Linked DNA regions of Sus scrofa: region 2 is linked to region 1. The links are chromatin contacts, called in public Hi-C maps. All regions are on one chromosome and are shown on one strand. The core of a region is the stretch at or near the end of the contact, and the rest is flanking DNA. Distances in the headings are between cores, read along the strand shown.

Evidence for each region. A called contact is a pair of places that touch in the nucleus more often than the background predicts.
Region 2: a Hi-C map of omental adipose tissue shows a contact between it and region 1, with 1.5 times the contacts expected there. The contact joins two enhancer-like sites. A contact is called at or near these places in 5 of 47 Hi-C or Micro-C datasets (embryonic fibroblasts, fetal heart ventricle, heart right ventricle and 2 more).

The regions. Positions count from the first base shown.
Region 1 is chr16:68,563,065-68,569,243 of Sscrofa11.1, forward strand. No RefSeq gene overlaps it. Among named protein-coding and RNA genes, the nearest start is that of HAND1, 110 kb to the right of the region's middle. Within about 2 kb of position 3,612, at least 28 of the 83 cell types and tissues checked have an H3K27ac peak or open chromatin away from gene starts, as enhancers often do. A contact at or near this core is called in omental adipose tissue, where this site is marked.
Region 2 is chr16:68,953,400-68,959,839 of Sscrofa11.1, forward strand. All of the region lies in intron 2 of GALNT10 (polypeptide N-acetylgalactosaminyltransferase 10), which reads right to left. Among named protein-coding and RNA genes, the nearest start is that of GALNT10, 76 kb to the right of the region's middle. Within about 2 kb of position 1,737, at least 12 of the 83 cell types and tissues checked have an H3K27ac peak or open chromatin away from gene starts, as enhancers often do. A contact at or near this core is called in omental adipose tissue, where this site is marked.

The DNA of each region.
Region 1 (6,179 bases), core at 2,362-4,861:
CGAACCCGCAACCTCATGGTTCCTAGTCGGATTCGTTAACCACTGTGCCACGACAGGAACTCCTAAAATAAATTTTTAGCTGCACCTGCAGCATGTGGAAGTTCCCAGGCCAGGGATCAAACCCACGATGTAGCTGCAACCTGTGCCAGAGCTGCACTGCAGCAATGCCAGATCCTTAACCCACTGAGCCACATGGAAACTTCCTGTTCATAATTTTGTTTTTTTCAGCCTTACCTGTGGCATATGGAAGTTCCCAGGCTATAGGGTGAATCAAAGCTGCAGATGCAAGCCTAGCCACAGCCATGGCAACACCAGATCTGAACCACATTGCAACCTACATTGCAGCTTGTGACAATGCTGGACAATGCTTACCAACTGAGTAAGGCCGGGGATCAAACCCACATCCTTACAGACACTATGTTTGGTTCTTAACCTGCTAAGCCCTAACAGGAAATCTCCATGTCCATAATTTTTTATTTTTATTTTTATTTTTTATTTTTGCTTTTAGGGCTGCACCTGTGGCATATGGAAGTTCCCAGGCTAGAGGTTCCCAGCTGCTGGCCTACACCACAGCCATAGCAATGCAGGATCCAAGCCATATGTGAACTACACCACAGCCCATGGCAACGCTGGATCCTTAACACTCTGAGCGAGGCCAGGGATCGAATCCTCATCCTCATGGATACTAGTTGGATTCGTTTCTACTACGCCACAATGAGAGCACCCCACGTTCATAACTTTAAAAGGAGAATCGACATAATATTTTACATATGCCAAGAGAGAGGTGGAAAGTCAGAATGCTATGACTACCCAATCCAGTTAGAAGGAGGTGGTAATCAGAGAAGCCTTCCTGGAGAAGGGACTGTGTGCTGGGTTTTGAAGAACAAGTAGGGTCTTAACCAGATAGAAACCTGAACAAAAAGTGTTCCAAGCAGTGGGAACAGCATGTGAAAAGCCCCAGAAAGATTAAACATGATGTTAGGGAGCACCAGCCTACTCCTTCCTAAAGCACACTGCTGGGGGTGAGGGTTAAAAAGCAGATTTCCAGGCCTCACTATAGACGCTATGGAATGGGTTCTGGGAATCAGCATTTTGACAGATTTCAGATATACTTTTTCTTCAATATTCAGAAATCAAACTGTGTTTCCATAGATTGGCAATGAGAAAGATGAAAAGGAAATTAAGAAAATAATTTCACTTGCAATAGCATCATAAAAAATAAAATACTCAGGAGTAAATTTAATAATAGTGCAAGATATCATTGAGGAAAATTGAAGAACCAAGCAGAAAGACATCCTATGTTCATGGATAATACTGCCCCAAATTGATTCACAGATTCAATGCAACCCTATAAAACTGCAGCTGATTTCTTTTTATAAATTGACAAACTGACCCTAAAATTCATATGAAGCTCAAGGGACCCATAATAGCCAAAACAAGCTTGAAAAGTATTAAACTGGGTCCCAGGACTCACACTTGTTGATTTAAACATTTACTGCAAAGCTACAGTAAAAGCAGGGTGATACTTGGATCTAGACATTTCTCCAGAAAAGATATGGAAATGATCAATAAGCACATGAAAAGATGCTCAACATCATTTAGGAAATGCAAATCAAAACCAGGGTGAGAGACCACTTCACACACAGTAGGATTACTTTAATCAAAACAAATGTTGGGGAGGACCTGCAGAAATTGGAACCCTTTTACTGCTGGTGGGAATGTAAAATGGAGCAGCCCCTGTGGAAAACAGGTGGGCAGCTCCTCAATAAAATAAACATGGAATTATCATACGACATGGCAGTTCTGTTTTTTTGTTTGTTTTTTGTTTGGTAGATACACTAAAAAATTGAAAGCAGGGATTCAAAAAGATATTTGTACACCCATGTTCATAATTGCACTATTCACAACAGCCAAAAGGTGGAACCAACTCAAATCTCAAATGTCCATCGAGGGATGACTGGATAAATTTTTTTTTTTTTTTTTTTTTTTTGTCTTTTTGCCTTTTCTAGGGCCGCTCCCACGGCATATGGAGGTTCCCAGGCTAGGGGTCGAATCGGAGCTGTAGCCACTGACCTACACCAGGGCCACAGCAACGCGGGATCCGAGCCGCATCTGCAACCTACACCACAGCTCATGGCAAGGCCGGATCGTTAACCCACTGAGCAAGGGCAGGGATTGAACCCGAAACCTCATGGTTCCTAGTCAGATTCATTAACCACTGCGCCATGACGGGAACTCCATGGATAAATATTATGTGGTACAGCCATACAAGGGAATAGTACTCAGCAATAAAAAGAAATTTATACCGATCCAAGCTACAACAATGGGGGAACCTTGAAAACATGATAAATGAAAGAAGTCAGTGAAGTAAGTGATGCCAAAGATCATTTACTGTACAGCCGCATGCCTACACAATGTCAGAAACAGGCAAATCCACAAAGACAGAAAGCACATTGGTGGTTGCCAGGGGCTGGGAGGTATTCAGTGAAATGGGTACACTGGAGTGATAAAATTATTCTAGAATTAGATAGTGGTGATGGTTGCACAACTCTCTGAATACACTAAAACACACAGAATTATACACTTTAAAAGAGCTTGTGAATTACACCTCAATGGCGCTGTCCATCCTCCCTCCCCTCTTTCCTTCTTTTCCTCCCTCCCTTGCAGCCTTTCTTCCAAGCCTATGAGCCATCAGGAGAAAAGCGTCTGGAATTCAGGGCTGGAATAGAGTTGGGCGTTCTTAACCTGGAGGTCTGAGACCTCTGGGGATCTAGGAAGAGGCTCCAGGGAGCCCTGTCCAGTGCAGCTATTTTGTCTCCATAGCATCCTAAAAAATAATCATATTAAAAAATAATTTCCTATTTGAGTCTTTTACTGGTGCCAGGTATGCTGGTACTGGGCTTAGTGCATTCTTTTTTTTTTTTTGTCTTTTTTTTAGGGCCTCACTTGCAGCATATGGAGGTTCCCAGGCTAGGGATTGAATCCTAGCTGTAGTCACCGGCCTATGCCACAGCCACAGCAACGCCAGATCGGAGCCGCATGCCAGATCCTTAACCCACTGAGCGAGGCCAGGGACTGAATCCACAACCTCGTGGTTCCTAGTCAGATTTGTTTCCGCTGCACCACGACAGGAACTCCTATGTCTCTTGGATTCTCACCTATTCCAGTGGGAAGTACTATTATCAGTCACATTTCACCGAGGAAAGGAGGAAGTCCCTGAGACCAAGAAAAGTCAAGTCACTGGCCAAGTGGTCCAGGCCACTGGACCCACGGGGTCGGAGCTGAGCCAGGAGGGCTCAAACAGGGGCGGTCTAAGTTGCGGTGGCCCTGTGGGACCTGTATGGCAGCTAGATGCTTGGTCCCTTTTGAGCTGCGTGGATGAGTTTGAGGAGAACGGGCGAGGGTGAGCAGCGGGTGGGGAAAACTCCCGCTCCAGCGAGAAGGCAGGTTGGGTGTGTGTGGGGGGTGGGGTGAGGTGGGATTCATTGAGGGGAAATTTACAATCCGCGTGTTGGTAAACTCCTAGCCCTGGTTTGTCACTCACTCGGGCCTCTCGCAACTCACTCCCCGGAAGGCCCATTGGGGGAGGTGGCGCTTTGAGAACCGCAGGCGGAGGAGAGGGAGGAGCGAAGCCGAGAGGCTAGGGTGGAAACCAGACGCGCTAGCTGCGCGCAGCGGGCGTGCACATGCGTGCGCGCGCGTGTGTGTACACACTTGATGGGTCGCGGGCTCGCCTAGTTCTGTGACCGCGCGTGCAGCGTGAGGGGCGCCTCGGATCGTGCGGGAGGGTAAATCATCGCGACCTTGTGCGCGCGCTCGGAGAGTGTGATTGTGGGATCGGACGCGTCTGTGTCGTGACTGTAGTTCTACTTAAGAACTCTACAAGTGTTCTAGCTGCCAGTGCCATGTGGGATGCCCGGGGGACAGGGTGACAAAACAGTTGAGGACCTTGACCTCCTTGCTGGAGCTGACACAACGGGGAGGGGGAATTTTGTGTGGAGGAATGGAAAACAAATCAAGGCAGGGAAAAAACTTCAACTTGGGTACGGGTGTCTGGATCTAGGAGATTGTGCGCGCGTGTGTGCGTGGGTGTGTGTATGTGTGCATGCGCCTGTGATAGGTTTTGGAGCAACTGCTGTCCCACGAGTCCGGACAAGCAGCTGTGGATCTTGCCTTGGGGAGAGGAGAGGCTGAGCCTTGACCGCATCTTAAAGTCTTAAACCCCAGAGGACTGGGTCCTGCGACTCGCCCTGAAACAACGCCTCCACGAGGGATGGAGTGTGACCTGTGACCGTCTCGCATAGCACCCATGTCCGCTTTGGGAGTTTGCTTTCTGAGCTCAGGCTGAGCCAGTTCCCCAGGGAAAGCACTCTTCCCCCTACCCCCTAAGACTCTCTGAAGGCCCCAAACTAAGCTGATGTGGGGGCCAATGGACAGCACCATCCCCTTTTAACGGATGAGGGGAGAGGCCCGTCCCGCGTAACGAGCGCGGGGAGTCAGGGCAGATCTGGGACTTGCTCCACTGCCCTCCACTCCGGGACTGCAGTGTGCGTCATTCTGCTATTAGGCCAGTAGGTGGCGTTAGAGGCCAGGGCTAGGCCGGCGACTCGCAGGCCTGGGGGCTTTGGGCTCCGGAAAAGAGCAAATGAGAGATACCTTCAACAGGCTCTTGCTGTATGTCAGACGCTGTGCCGGGGCCCTTCTTGCATTAACTTGTTTAACCCTCCTGTTATCTAGTTTCCTGTCCCTTTTTTACAGATGAGGAAACTGGGGATCAGAGATTCCTTCTGTGTAACTTACCTACAGTCACTCAGCTTTGTGTGTGAAGCCCAGTTCAGAGGCTCAGGTGCAGGTGGGGGAACCAGGGCTTGAGAGTGGTCCCAGGTCTTGCTGGGAGTGGGTTGGAGGCAGGCTATGAGATTGTCTCGATGCCATGAGAGAAGTGCATCTGTGACAGGAGGGGACAGGATCCTGGGAGGAGCACCAGGGGGTCTGAAGCCAGGCCCAGCCTCTTCTTCCTGGGTCTTACCATAGCCCACTTTGGTGTCTTGGACTTGAGGGCAAGGGGAGATGCTCAACGGCCCCCTCCTTCCCCTCCCCCAGATGTATCTGTGCACCTGTTCGCAACACAGCTCTTCTGGGGAGCCCGCAATGACCACTGATGCCCAAGAAGGCCTCTATTCCTACCTGCTGCTGGAGGGACAGTCCAGGTACCACCTTGTAACAAGCTCCCCGCATCCTAACACATGGTCAGTATGGCACCACCTCCCCCATACCAGTCCCTAGAGTTCGCAGTGAAACCAGCAGCTCTTGCTTGCCTTTCTAAACACACCCAACTGGTCCGCTCTACCTCAGTGGGAAGCACTGGGCTCCTCAGAGCAGGGGTCCTGGTTTAGCCACCCTCCATCTCCCCACCCTCCCCTGCCCAGAGCCAAGGACAGTGGCTGGACAGGTCTGCAGCCTCATCCCTTCACCCTGCAAATTGCTTCTGAGCCCCCACCAGGTGCCAGGCACTGTCTTACGCACTGGGGCAAAAAACTTGGCTCCCTTCCTCATGGAAGAGGCAGATGATAAGCATATGACATGAATTTTAGTTTCTGTTTGAAAAATGAAATAGAGATATGCTAGGGTGACAGTGGGGTGGGTGGGGCTCTCTTAGAAAGGTGGCCAGGGGCTAGGGAAGGCCTCTCTGGGACAGGAATTTTTGTTTCTTTTTAGGGCCACACCCTGGGCATATGGAGGTTCCTAGGCTAGGAGTTGAATCAGAGCCACCACAGCCACAGCAATGACAGATCTGAGCCACATCTGCGACCTACACCACAGCTCACTGCAGTGCCAGATCTTTAACCCACTAAGCGAGGCCAGGGATCGAACCCGCGTCCTCATGGATACTAGTCAGTTTCATTACCGCTGTGTCACAATGGGAACTCCTGGGATATGACTTTTGAGAAGAAACCTGGAGGCGGCAGCTTGTGAAGCCCTCAAGGGGGTTCCAGACAGAGAGGGCCAGTGCCAAGTCCCAGGGCTAGAGCATTGGGGGTGGGGGTGCTGTCTGGAAGGGGAAGAAGGCAGGACGGAGGAGCAGAATGAGTTCAGAGAGTTGGGTAGGACAGGGGGTGGGCACAGTTTGGAGTTTATTCTCGATGTAGAGGACACCTGGGGAGGGTCCCCAGCAGGAG
Region 2 (6,440 bases), core at 487-2,986, 390 kb after region 1:
AGGAAGACCACTTCCTGGTCTAAGTGGGCAGAGGAGAAGGCCGAGGAGCAGGGGAACTAAGGTGGGTGAGCGACCCCTGGGGGCTGGAGTGACCGAAGAACACTTCCTGGAGGAATCAAAGAATATTGCCTAGAAGGATGCAGAGGGTCTGGGTTCTCTCCCAGGGGAGGAAATGGCTGGGCACCCCAATGACTGCTTCAGATCCAAAGAGTCAGGGAGTGGGGTACAAAGAGCAGCCTGCATGTGCACCCCTCCTCCACCCCTAATAATGAGACATGTCTGGTCCTTCTCTGCTGCCAAAGCCTGTGCACGAGGCCACCCACCTACCAAAGAGCAATGATGACACAGGCATCCCTCCCTACCTCTGCCGCAGGGAGGCCAGAAGAACAGATGCCTCCTCGAAGCCAGGCATGGCCCATGAGCTGCCCCACCACTCCCTGACCCCTTCTGGACCAAGCCTCATGCTCAGGGCTCCACCCACAGCGACACATCCAGCCTTCAGAACTCACCCCCCACCTCAGTATAGTTAACATTATCCTCGTTTTACAGGCCAGGAATTCCTGCATGGAGGTCAAGGGCGTGCCCAAGGCTAGGCATCGGAGTCGGGCAGTGCAGCTCCAAAGCTAGAGCCCCACATGCTGCCCCACAGGGTGTCAATCTAGGGGGACTGAGGAGCCCCTTTGCCAAGGGGGGCTTCAGTAGTGGGTAGGGCAGAGGTTCCTCTTCAAGGTCACCGAGTAACCTTGTGGGCTCTTCATCGGCCACTGAGGAAGTTCAGTCTTAAGAGCAATGGTCTCTCCCCTCTGCACAGATATCATCAGGGTTCCCACGTTGGCCCTGCAGGAGAGGAGAAGAGGCGGGGGGGGGGGGATGCAGGGCTTTGTCCTGCCGAGGCGTTGAGTCAGAGACTCACAGGCTAGAACACCAGCTCCACAACCACAGGCTGAGCATCCCCGGGCAAGTACCCGCACCTGTGAGCCCCCTCGCCCTCGGGTTCCCACCTGTTTATAATTGTGAGTATTTAACCGGACATGCAGGTAAAGGGCTTATTAGTCCAAAGCCTGGCAGCATAAATGATAAGTAAATGGCAGCTGCTTTACTATCGTTAACATGATCATCTTCACGATCATCTTTCTTGTGTCATTTCATACTGCGGCTTACATCATCTGAGAAAACCAAAGACATTTCGGCATCTGAAGCTCAGAATTCTCTCAAAACCAAAGGGAAAGAAGAAATGGGCCTGCTTTTCTCCCTTCCTTCTCCTATCTATACTCAGCAGAGGGCAGCAAACAGGAACCATCCAAAGATAAGAAAAGGGAGAAGAGAAACACATGGAGAGAAAGCTACACACTCATAAATACACACCCACCCACCACAGCAAGTGGAATTGTTTAGCTTCCTCTAGCTTCCAAAGTATGAACACTCCGCCTCCTCCAGCTAAGAAGGGCCAGGCAGGAAAAAAGTCGAAGCTGAAGAGACAGAAGTTCTTTTTCAGCTTGAGAAAATTTTTCAATGAACTGCCTTTTAATGTGTGGGAGTGGGGGCGGGAGGGAGAGGGGCAGCTCACAGGACGCCTGTGAGGGGAAAAGAAGGTGGCAGCAAAACTCATAAGTGAGATTCAATAAAAGCAGCTTTTATCCGCTCTTCATCTTAACCCTCTCCTTACTCTGTGCTGGAAGCCTTCGTGCCTGAGCTTTCCCAGGAGAACCCTGAGGCCCACAGAGTACAGGGTGGCAAAGAGGTTTTGTCTCCAGGACAGATCTGATGCCCCCACAGCGACTGCCTGGGACACGGTGCCAGCAGGATTCCGGAGCGGCTATTTGTTGGCTTCATCCCTAGGTTTCATTTCCCCTGTTTCCCACAAGAGCATCCAGATTTTTCTCTGGGAAGCTGCTCCACAATTTGGAAGGCCTGACCCCACCCCTAGCTCCAGGGTGGGGTGGTTCAAATCAGCATAGTTCATCCTCCTGACAAGCTTTCGTGGTTCAGAGAGCACATCTGCTCCAAATTGGCCCAGTAACACCTAAGAAGGCTTGCTAGAGTTTATAGGAAAGAAGTTTCCTCTCTCTTATAAAGAAGCTACCAAAAGAGATAGACTTGCTCCTCTGGGTGTGACTATGAGGTCAGAAAGAGTTACAACCCTTTTTTTCCTACCTTGGGGCTCAATCTATCACATGAACCTCTGGATTGTAACACATCTGAAGTCCATTGCAATTACAGGAGCTAATACAGTCTCTTACTCATTTCACTGCATGTGGCGTAATTCATTCTGTTAACTGCAACTGGCAGAACCTGAGATGGCTCTTAAACTCAGATGGGCTCTGTCTGCCACCAGGAGCAAGTGGGGGACAGTAATGGTGCCACATGTGATGCATCCTTTTAATTCCTCTATTCCCCTGCTGGATTCCATTGCCACCTTAAAATGGAATCCATTTTACTTGCCATAAAACGATAAAAATTCAGGAAGTAAATTGACAAAAATAGATGTGCAAAAAAGCCTGATAAGTTCCAGCAGATAATCGGTCTTGATAAATACTGGCCTCCAAAACCTGACGTGATCATCTTGGCTCTTGAGGGATACAACCATAAGAAGGGTCAAATATTAGAATATGGGGGCAGGGGGATACACGTGATGAACCAGAGCAAGAACTTGGAGAAGAACTGCGCTTGAGTCTGCAACCCTCTGAGAATTCATCTCCCCTCACCTGAGCCTCACTTTCCATAACTACTATATGAGGGGCTTGGACTTAGGTGACTTCTCAAGCACCCTTCCCGCTCTGACACATATGGATCACTCCCCAAACACCTTCTGACTATCTTCCAAGTACCAAGGCTTATGCTATTTGCTAGAAGAGGATGTGGTTCCTACTCTAAGACATTCCCGGGAGAGGAAGAAGTGATACACTCCTCAGCCACAGGAACTCGGGCAGGTACAGGCGACCTCGTTTCCCCACCCCGCTGTGCATGTGGACAGCAGTTCTCTGGGAAGCAAGATTCTTATTTAAATCCTCCCTGGGGGCATCAGCTCTTCCTTTACTGGCACTGACACATATATGGGATATGGTCAGATGTATGCAAAATACAGAGCCTACTGCAGACACCATCATGAGCTTTTAGCCGCCACTGGACACGCTTCTGGCTGCCAAGTTTGCCTCAGGGTGCTTTTTAGTGATGAGATCCTGATGCCATCTCTGTGTAAGAGCAGACCGCGGACAAGGTACAATTAGCAAGTGAGATGGTTATCCTTTAAATGGGCCTTTGCTTTCTCATTTCTGATTCTATTATTTGTTATCGTGTCACTGGAACCAACAGATTAAAGGCTGAACATCCTTAGACTTAGAAGAAGGCCCTGCAGTACAAACACCTCTCTAAATAGAGGTCTCATCACAAGGTAGATACAGAGGCCTGTTTAAACACACTTCTGGGAGTTCTCATTGTGGCTAAGTGGCAACAAACCCGACTAGTATCCATGAGGACTTCGGGTTCCAATCGCTGGCCTCACTCAGTGGATTAAGGATCTGGCATTGCTGTGAGCTCTGGTGTAGGTCACAGATGCGGCTCAGATCTGGTGTTGCTGTAGCTGTGACATAGGCTGGCAGCTGCAGCTTTGATTCGACCCCTAGCCTGGAAACTTCCATATGCCTCAGATGTGGCCCTAAAAAGACTAAATAAATAAATAAACACACTTCAACTATCCAGGCCTTTCCAATACAAGCTCCTGAACAAACCCCAAGGTGCTGGAGTTGGAAAATCCTAACAAAGTATCTATTCCCTACACTGCAAGTGAGATGCAACATGCCACGGACTCCCCTTGAGTAGCAGTGTAGAGAAAGAGTCTGAGGTCAAGTCTGGCCTTTGTGGGAAAGAGACCAATTAGCAATGCAGTCGCTGGCCCGGAGAGCGGAAGCACTTATGATACACATTAACCTTTTCCTTCTGAATCTGAGCGCTTACCTCACAGATGGAGAATCTAAGGCCCAGAGAGGTTAAACCACTTCCCTGAGGTCATACCATGAGTTCAAGGCAAAAGAGTGAACTGAAACACAGTCCTGTTCCCAGACCTTCCAGGACTGGCCTCCCCCAGGAGATCGCAAGACTGGGATGAGAAAAGAATGAAGAAGTCAGATCTGTGCAGGTAAATCAACAACTCTTCTCCATCGGCATCAGATTTCAGCTGGGCATGGAGACAGAGAAGTGATTAGTAATCTAAAGGATCCCACCCCCTCTGTGGAAAATTAAAGAAATCATTCCAAGGCTGCATTTCCATGGTACTTCACTTTCTGATGGGTGAGGCTCTGCCACCAAGAAGACTGAAAAATGGGAGGAGAGTTAAGTATTGATTTCTGGATGTTCTAAGAATAAAGTTCAGGTCTGACACAGTGAGAAAAACTATTGACATTTGAAAATAAAAGTCATTGGTATTCCATTATCCCACCAATTTCTATTTCCACACTTGCTATTATCCAATGAAGTCATTTTTCACGAGAGATTATGGCTCAGAAATTGGGAGGGACTGCATCACGTTTCTTTAGCACAGGTTTTAACAGCCTGTTCCCGAGCCTAGAATATGAAACAGACCACAGAATTAAACCAAGATGTTAAGCGGATTGGGACCAGGAATGAGCGGCACCCCCGAATTAAAATGAAGATGGCTTCAAGATTGGCTTTTCTTACTTGGTTTTGCGACTTTCCAAGAAGTCAGCTGTCTGACCAGATGAGTGCTCAAATCCTAGATGCATTATGTGTCCTTTACAAATCAGCTGCCTGACCCAGCTCCAGCGGTACACCCAGAATGAGCTAGCGTGAATTACAAAGACTTAGGTTCTGAATTTGAAATCCTATATTCTTTAGTCCAGTGGAGAAATCAAGGAGTTAAAGGACTACTCAAACAGCAAGTATGCTACCCTTCTCTCAAAGCCACAAGGAAACTTCTCTCAAACCCACAAGGAATATAGTTTTCATTTGGATAAAGTCCTGTCATCTGACGTCCCCCCAGAGCCTCTGCAGTTATTTCTACTCAAAAGATCAATGAGGAGCTCTGGGATAATTCTCAACAATTACAAGAATGACAAGCTGAGCTCAGAACTGGTCAGCCGGGTCGACTGCAGCTCTGTGTGCTCGAGATGCCAGAGTCCCCAGATCGCAGCCTGATGTGCACGTCCCAGTGCACTGGGATGAGGGACGGAACACCAGCGCTTTGAGAAGTCAGCCTCCTCCCTCGAGGCCAGCTGACATTCAAACAAGGACCGGGGGCCAAGCCTGGTGCTGTGCATCTGCAGGAGAGTGAAACAAAAAGGAGCTGTGTGGAAATTTGGCAGAGTGTTCCTGAAAGGCAGCAGATGAATGCTGAATCCTATAGCATCTACAAGAGCAAATCGTTGGGGAAACAGCTCCACTCTGTTGCTCCCAGAAGCCTCAGATTTTTATTTTAAAGCAAGGATCATCAGCTGACACCCCCTACCACTATCACCAAGCCCCTTTACCACTACTTCCTCCTTTTTGCTTTCATGATATTCCAGAGAAAAAGAAATGAACAAGAACTAGACCTTCCCAGATGAGCTTCTCTGTCCATTTCAGTGAAGGGCTCGGAGCAGCACCCAGCTGTTGCTCCCCTCTCTCTCTGCCCCAAAGGCTGCCTTACTCCATCAATCCCCTCTTGCACAAGTGAATAATTTACTTTGAAAGCTCAGGCCAAACTGGCAGTTAACCTTGACCTTCTCTCTACACATCTGGGTCTATAGAAAATGAAAATCAGGTCGTCTCTGGCATCCACAGCAAATGAAATACGAGGGCTTTCTCCAGGCAGAAGGAGGATGTCAGGGCTATTTTAGAACTGGCTATAGCTATTCCAAAGGAGAGTTTGCTCTTGGGCAGGATACAGCCCCCTTGATGTGGGGCTGCGTCCAGTACAGACCCCACTGCTAAGGGATGTCACAAGGGACTCTTGCCTCAGGAAAGGAAAGAGAAGTGGCCAGTATCCTCCACGTTGACTAAATGATGGTATCACAGAAGGCTCGGCCAATAACCACATTTTACAGATGGAGAAAGGGAGGCTGAGAGGAGATGGGAGGTGATCAAGGACACACACAGCAAGTTAACAGTAAAGCTGAGGACAGAACCCTGACCTCCTGTCCCTAATGCTGGTGCAGGGTAGGAACAGAAAAAAAGAGATTTCATGAAGTAAAAACCAATCTGGATATAGAATTTAAGGAAGAGGGGTCTAAGTCAGCTGGCAGGGTTTGACAGGGGGTTAGGAAAGGAGTTGGGGCCTTAGCTTCCAAACAGTAAGATCTACCAGAAAGATCAACCAGGCCCTTCAGAATGGTTTGCAACAAATGCTGGAGTGACAGGTTGCACGTAAATTGGTCAGCCCTGTAGCAAAGAGCCCTCTGTACTCAAGAAGCCAGACTCCTCCAGACAGCAGCCTGATTCTGATTCCT